Linked DNA regions of Mus musculus: region 2 is linked to region 1. Evidence: chromatin contacts called from public HiChIP or PLAC-seq data. All regions are on one chromosome and are shown on one strand. The core of a region is the stretch at or near the end of the contact, and the rest is flanking DNA. Distances in the headings are between cores, read along the strand shown.

Region 1 (3,534 bases), core at 575-3,074:
CAGAGACTATCCCTCCAATCTTCTACCGGTTTTGTTTGTTGCCTTGCATAGATTTTGTAAGTGGTTTTACTTTTTAGAGCAAGTGGGTGGCATGCCCACCTCCTGAAGCTGGGATGTGTGTTCTGGGTGGTACATACGGGATAGGAATGTCCTACATGTAGGGCAGACTTCATGCGGGACTTCCACAGTCTTGACACATTTGATATAAAGCTGTGTAGCCTTTGATTCTGTTACCCTAGGTTTCTTTTCTATTCTCAAAATTCTAGTTGACAAGCGAATAACTTAAAGTGATTTTTTAAAAAGTGGATACTTTTGTATGACAGTTGTGGAGTTTTGAAGACTGTAGTTGAGTGCAATAATTGAGAAATGTGGAATAATAGGAGGGAAACTTGGGGATCAGAGGGCAATTGAACACGGAGGACCCATATCTTTAGTGTTACTAGCAACACATTTTATAAATTACCCCTTCCTCCTCTTTCAAACAAAATACTTGTGTCCATGTCTTTTAAGAGTACAAGCCCATGACTTAATTTTCAATCTCTCACTTGGGAAGTCACTCTGGGAGAACTGGATTCTTTCAGTTGATGGGAAATCAGACTCTCATTTCTCATACATAAAAGTTAAGATCTCTGAGCATGAAATGGAAGGCAGAGACAGGCAGTTCCATGGTTGTGAGTTCAAGGCCAGGCAGCCTGGTCAGTTCCAGAATGGCCATAGAGACACCCTTTCTAAAAAAAAAAAAAAAAGAAAAAGAAAGAAAGAAAGAAAGAAAGAAAGAAAGAAAGAAAGAAAGAAAGAAAGAAAAAAGAAAAAAAGAAAAGGAAAGGAAATAAAAAAACAAAACCAAACCAAACCAACCAAAGAAACAAATTCCTTCAGGAAATAGATTTTTCTGCAAGTATGGGTAGACAATGCATAAGGACTCCGGGATTTTTTTGGAGACAAAGACTTTAGGTAGCTGGATTCCGGAAGCAAATGAGATTCTAATTCTGAACATTTTTCAAATGCAAATCAAGTTCCCGGGAATCGTTTTGATGATTTTTTTTTTTGAGGCATTAATGCAACAGAGTTTATATTCTTCAAGGGATCTTGAATTCATCTCTTTGCTTGGGATATTCTTTTCTTGATTGTTTCCAATCAGCGAACAATGTCTCACCTTCATGCCCTGAATGACTGGTTGTTGAATGACCTGTTATTATCTTAAGTCGACCTCCTTTTGAAGCGACAAAGCATGATAAACCATACAGTGCAGTAAACCTTTAACGCAAGCGGAGTTGACTTTCTCTGGCCGAAGGAGGTCTGTCTACCCATCTGAGGAAAGGCCTGCTTTGTGCTTCTCCCTGTGCTTGTAGGTCACGTTCTTAAAAGTGCTGGTGGAACCTCGGTACAGAGGATTGGTTCCCTAAAGAACAGTAGGGGGAAAAAACGGTTCAAAGAAAAGATGCATTTTGTTAGTACACCATTTCCACATCTTCAAATATTTGTGTTATAGTTCAAATGGGAGAGCAAAGCTCTATCTTGGAAGCTATTTGAATTTATTTTGATAAATTTTAAATTTTATCCACCTTTATCTCATTTATGTTGTTATTTCATGTTATATGCGTATGCACATCTCTGAAATTATTATTTTTAATTTTATTACACCAATTTGTGTAGCAGAAGGGCACTTGTGTGCTACTGTGTGCCTGTGTAGGGTACCTTGGGAGCCAGCTTTGACTTTCTACTTTGAGGTCCGAAGAATCAAACTGAGTTCAGCAGGTTTGACCACAATGTCTGTTACCCTCTGACTCACCCTCGCTGGCCCTCTACCTTATGTTCTGAGTCTCTCAGTTAACAGGGATGGGGCTGGCATGAGGCCAGGGTAGAGCCCATCAGTTTGGTTAGACTTGGCTGGGTAGCATTCCAGGGCTATTTGTAGGTTTGTGGGAGGAGGACCCACACACCTGCCTCCTACACTGGAGGGGTGGGGGAGGACCCCTCCAATTTGACTAGACTGGCTGGCTAGCAGTCTCCAAAGCTGTTTATGGGAGGAGTAGCTACACACTCATGGTCATCCACCCTCCTGTATTCTGTGAAGAAGCCCAATAAACTTTGCAGTTCTCCAGAATGAACATTGGTAGAATAGTGCCTGGTTTACCATGGGACTTTAGGATGAAGGGTAGATATCGTTTACAACCCCTCAGGGAAAAGAATTTTATCTATATACTAACAAAATTGTATTTGCTATCAGAAGAACTGATGAAAGCAAAAACATTTCCTGATCTCACCTAACCTTGCCCTTAGATTTGTGATAACACTCCCTCTGTATGGGAATTGCCCCTATAGCTACGTCTATACTGCTTTGAGCTAGTGATCCAACCTCTGACCAAGTGCTCTTGGTCATGTGACTTCAGAGAGACCAATGCCATATCTGCACTGAGGACAAGAAAAAGTTGTTTCTTGGCTAGAGCTTCCTGGTTGATGAAAGCCAGCTTGCTGTATTGTCTGTACTCCTAAGGTTAGCCTGGATAGTTAATCCAGATGCCATAAGCAGTATAAGCTTTAAAAGGTGAATAGTAACGGCTATGGTCTCAGGTAGGTGTAGAGTCTCATTTGCAATAAAACCCAGAAGTTTATGAAGTTTAAGGTCTAGGAATTATTGATGAAGGCATTGGTTAAAGAGGCAAGATTAGAAAATGTGGGCAAGATTAGAAAACCAGGCAGGGATGATAGCTGAAGCCTGGGATGAAGAGAGGGAGGGGTTATGGAATCAGAAGAACAAGTAGGCAGTGATCAAGGCCAGCTTAGGCCTTTTTAGGACTAGTACTTGCTCGTAGGCCCTACCCCATATCTGTCAGTCATATTAAAATATACCTACCCCCCATATGCAATAGAATTTTGTGTGTCTGTGTTAAAGATGGGTGTGCAACTATGCTTGCCTGTGCATGCATGTGTATAGGAGGTGGAGGTCAATTCTGTATATCTTTTATTGAACCCCACCCTTACTCCCTTTGAGACATAGTCTCTCGGTGCTATGGAGCTCACCATTTTGGCTAGACTGACTGGTTAGTGAGCCCCAGGATCTGCCAGTTTCTAAACCCTCCAACACAGGAGTTGTAGATTTGAGTTACCGGGTCTGGCTTTTACATGGTTGGTAGGAATAGGAACTCAGGTTTTCTTGCTTGCGTGCTTTACCCATTGAGCCATCTCAGTAACCCCACCAAATAGATTTTATAGGCACTCTAGAGGGGATGGCTCAAGTTTCAAGAGACAGGGCAATACAACACTGTTTTGTAGATAGTTGATTATCTACTTTTGTGCAGGTCTCAATTACTTCTAAACTTCACTTACTCCAGTCTGGACTAGTTCAGGGATTCCTTGCAGAGGGTCAATGGACTAGGAGTCCACCCTAGTTGGAAGGGAAGGAAGCGATGTTAACTGGAGAAGAAACAAGTCCACACTCCCGTGGAGGTGAAGGAAGGAGGTGGGACCTGACCTCAGCTGATGGTGAGGGTTCAGTAAAGCATGCTAGCATTTGTGCTTCATGAGCAGGAG
Region 2 (3,534 bases), core at 519-3,018, 100 kb after region 1:
GGGCTGCCTGGACTTACTGATAGGTCACATGCCCTGGAGGAGAGAGAAGATTCCAGAATCTCTAGATGACAAGAATGGACCGCAGAAGCTCCTGCCTGCTCAGGTGCAGGTAGTCTGGACTAGGTGGTCACCAAGCTGCCTAGACAGTGGTCCATCCAACAGAAATGAGAGGATGCCCTCCCCACCCTCACTGCCAGATGAATCCTTCGGTTTCAAATATTTTAAATTACAGTCTTGAAGAGCAAAGGAGGCTCTTGCAAGCAGCCGAAGGAGGAGAGTGTAGTACACTCACATGGCCAAATGTTCTGTTTTTCCCCTGATGAACTATCAGTAGCAACAAGGGTGACAGCTGAGGGCGGAACTGGCTGGTGTGTGTGTGTGTGTGTGTGTGTGTGTGTGTGTGTGTGTGTGTGTGTGTATTCTGATAGCAGTCTCATATCAGAACAATTAAGTATAAACCTGAAGGCCTGCTCTCATGAAAACCTTCAATCCAGTCTCTAAGGGCCTCAAACTCAGACTTTCAAAGGGAGCCTTGCTTTGCCAACAGTCACCATTTCACTGTGTTTGCTAATTTCCCAACTCCATGAAAACCTCCAAAAGGGTGAAGATGGAGAACAGAACCTTATGGGAGCCCCAGGAACTTACAGATCCCTGAATGTCATCATGACGTTATCTCTAAAGTCCACACTGTCCCTTAGGGGCTTTTATTGACAAACTGCAGAGAAGTGACTCAAGTCTATGTCATGATCATCTTTCCCAGAACTGGGAGTTCCTCTGGCCTGCCAGACACAGGAGCATTTTTTTCCTTCTCCTCAGCCTTACTCACACATGGTGGCTCATCGCTTTGAGGGCATGGAGAGTTTCCTCATGGCCCCTGTACATTCTGTGCTGCTTTGCTGAGTGAGGAGAGGTGCACACGGCTGCATCACTGTTTTCAATTTCATTTTTCAGTTTCACCTGGGGCCAAAGTTTTCGGTATCCATATAGTTTGATTGCTTTCTGATTCACTGTGATCATATGCTTTGCAGGATAATTCATTCTTTTGCTCGAAGATATTAATAACACACAGTGTTAGTACTCTTAAGCAGACATGTAAAAGAAAAAAATTGAAACTCAGGAAGACTGAGTAACTCACATTCGAGGTCTAAGAGATGTGGCCGAGACAGGAGAATTAGACAATTGGAGACCTTCAAACCATGGCAGAGCTTTGTGGCTTCGAAGAGAACTATGCAGTTTTTCAAACCCCCAAATTATTTAATTAAACAGGACTTAAATATCTATTATAAACCCAGCCTCATGACACAGAAATATATCCATGTATTTAGTCAATAAAATATTTTAAGTACAGTATTGTACAAAAAACACGTAGCCACAAGGGCCTTGTCTTTAAGAATCCTCTGGGTAGTTAGATAAAAAAACAGATCTCTGAAGTAGTTTGATGACAGTATGAGGTAGTGTGTGAGGTAATAGATGCTGGAGGTCAGAAGAGTTCCTGCCTGACATAGTCAACCTGACCTGAAAGGCCACAGGATATGACTGGGGAACACTCTAGAAAAAGGCACTTTGGAAACAGGAACAGTGTGCATCAAAGAACTGAGCCAGTAACCATTAAAGTGTTCATGCAGCCTATCAGGTTACTTGGTGAGAAGATTTGTCAGGGACCGGGAAAAATTGTAGACTAATTTTGTCACTTGCTGAGGTAGAAGCGATAATGTCTCATACTTTGTATATGTGTGGTTATGGAATCATAATCTTTATTGTTATTATTATCTGCATGAGTCAGGCTGGAGCTAGATCTCATTAAAGAGTCCCCAGGGAATACGAAGAGGAATCGAGGTACACACATGTCAAGTGAAGTATCATCATCAGTAGCTAAGGATTTTTACCCATAGTCTGGTGCATTGAACCTCCACTGAAAAGACTCGGTCTCAAGGATTAGCTTTTTATCTGAGACCCTAAAATGAACCTAAGGCCTTGTGTGCTGGTACACACCTTCTTTCTTCTCCTTCTCCTTCTCCTTCTCCTTCTCCTTCTCCTTCTCCTTCTCCTTCTCCTTCTCCTTCTCCTTCTCCTTCTCCTCTCCATCTTCTCCTCCTTCTTCTATTTATTTATTTAATATATATCAGTACACGATCTCTCAATTCAGACACACCAGAAGAGGCCATTGGATCCCATTACAGATGCTTGTAAGCTACCAAGTGGTTGCTGGGAATTGAACTGAGGTCCTCTGGAAGAGCAGTCAGTGCTCTTAACCACTGAGCCATCTCTCCAGCCCCTACAATAGCTTCTTAAGCTAGATACAGTTACTCCGAGTTTTAGAGGTGAGGAAGCAGACTGAGATGCCCTGAGCATAAACAACAGTGGTCGAAGGAATTGAGGCAAGATCGTGAGCCCAGTTCATCAGATTTACCCTTTAGCTGCCATTTAGCTGGGATGCCTAAGTGACAATAAAACAAGTTATTATATTTTAATAAAGCACAGAATTGGGACTCAATAAGGGTTGCTCTCTTCTGAACCCCACCAAGTGGTTGGGGGATTTCTAGGCAAAACTTTTAAGTTGATCAACCATTTCTTGCCCTTCTACTGTCTGTTCAGTATGCTGTTGCCATATGTAACCAACCATGGGGCCCATGAGAGGTGAAGAGTCTAAGGTGGAGATGTACGAGTATCAGCTGTGCATCGAATTTTAAAGGTTTAGTGTGACCACCTTTAAAAAAGGACATTATATATCCAAATCATTTTTAATTGGTCCAAATGAGATACAAGTACCTCATGTTTCTTTTTCCTTTCTTCTGGTCTGACTTCTAGAAAACGTTCACTTGCACATCTGGCTCAGGTTTGTGGTTTCTGTTATCTGCCCCTTAGACACAGGAACTGCCTTGCCCAATCCTTTGTCTTTCCAGAGGTGCATTTGGCTTACAGTTCCCTCCCTCTGTCAGGACGCTAATGGCTTTCTGTGTGAGGAGTAGTATTCTCACCCACTTCATGCTAGCACATAAATGTCTGTCTGTGTGTCTCTCTCTCTGTCTCCTCTCTACCTCCTTCCCTCCCTCCCTCCCTCCCTCTGTGTTTCTTGTAACTCTCTTTCCCCCTCCCCCACTCTCTCTGTTATCTTCATATCCATCTCCACTTCAACAGATTTTTAAGAAAACATCCTTAGCAGGGAGTTTTGTGTACCCAGCTACTGAGACTTGCCAGTGGCCACAGGGATCTGGAGGATGCCACCATGTAGATCAGCTGGAGGTAGAGACCAGAGAAGAGTGGTAGAGACTGAAAAATGGAAATTTCCATGCCTTGGATAAAGGTAGCAGACACCATCAAGCCCCAGCTAGTTGTTGACTTGTTCCAATTTAAGCCCAAAGGCCAGACCCCTTGAGTTCTCATGGGTGTCTGTGGACTTGCATACCTATTGATGAACCCCACTGAAATAAAACCTGTGAACACACATAGTAAACTTGTAAATTGTAAAGCCTGCCTGAGACTCTGTGTGGCACGCAGCCTCAGCTGTCTACAAAGACCTGCTTGGTAAAATGG

What was found. HiChIP or PLAC-seq counts read pairs in DNA pulled down with a chosen protein or histone mark.
Region 2: a contact with region 1 is called in an HNF4G HiChIP or PLAC-seq map of pancreatic cancer cells. The contact joins two enhancer-like sites. A contact is called at or near these places in 4 of 39 promoter capture datasets (the 3T3-L1 cell line, HPC-7-derived erythroid cells and liver), 4 of 484 Hi-C or Micro-C datasets (embryonic stem cells, epidermal suprabasal cells, pancreatic cancer cells and 1 more) and 4 of 115 datasets of contacts at active chromatin or transcription factors (the 3134 cell line, extraembryonic endoderm stem cells, pancreatic cancer cells and 1 more).

The regions. Positions count from the first base shown.
Region 1 is chr2:60,599,182-60,602,715 of GRCm38.p6, forward strand. Itgb6 (integrin beta 6) reads right to left here. Exons shown (of 15, transcript NM_021359.3): 15 at 1-1,402. The coding sequence ends at 1,304. Among named protein-coding and RNA genes, the nearest start is that of Pla2r1, 48 kb to the left of the region's middle. Within about 2 kb of position 1,825, at least 6 of the 459 cell types and tissues checked have an H3K27ac peak or open chromatin away from gene starts, as enhancers often do. A contact at or near this core is called in pancreatic cancer cells, where this site is marked.
Region 2 is chr2:60,699,448-60,702,981 of GRCm38.p6, forward strand. All of the region lies in intron 2 of Gm33436 (a long non-coding RNA gene), which reads left to right. It also overlaps a transcript of Itgb6 not described here. Among named protein-coding and RNA genes, the nearest start is that of Gm33436, 8.6 kb to the left of the region's middle. Within about 2 kb of position 1,769, at least 73 of the 459 cell types and tissues checked have an H3K27ac peak or open chromatin away from gene starts, as enhancers often do. A contact at or near this core is called in pancreatic cancer cells, where this site is marked.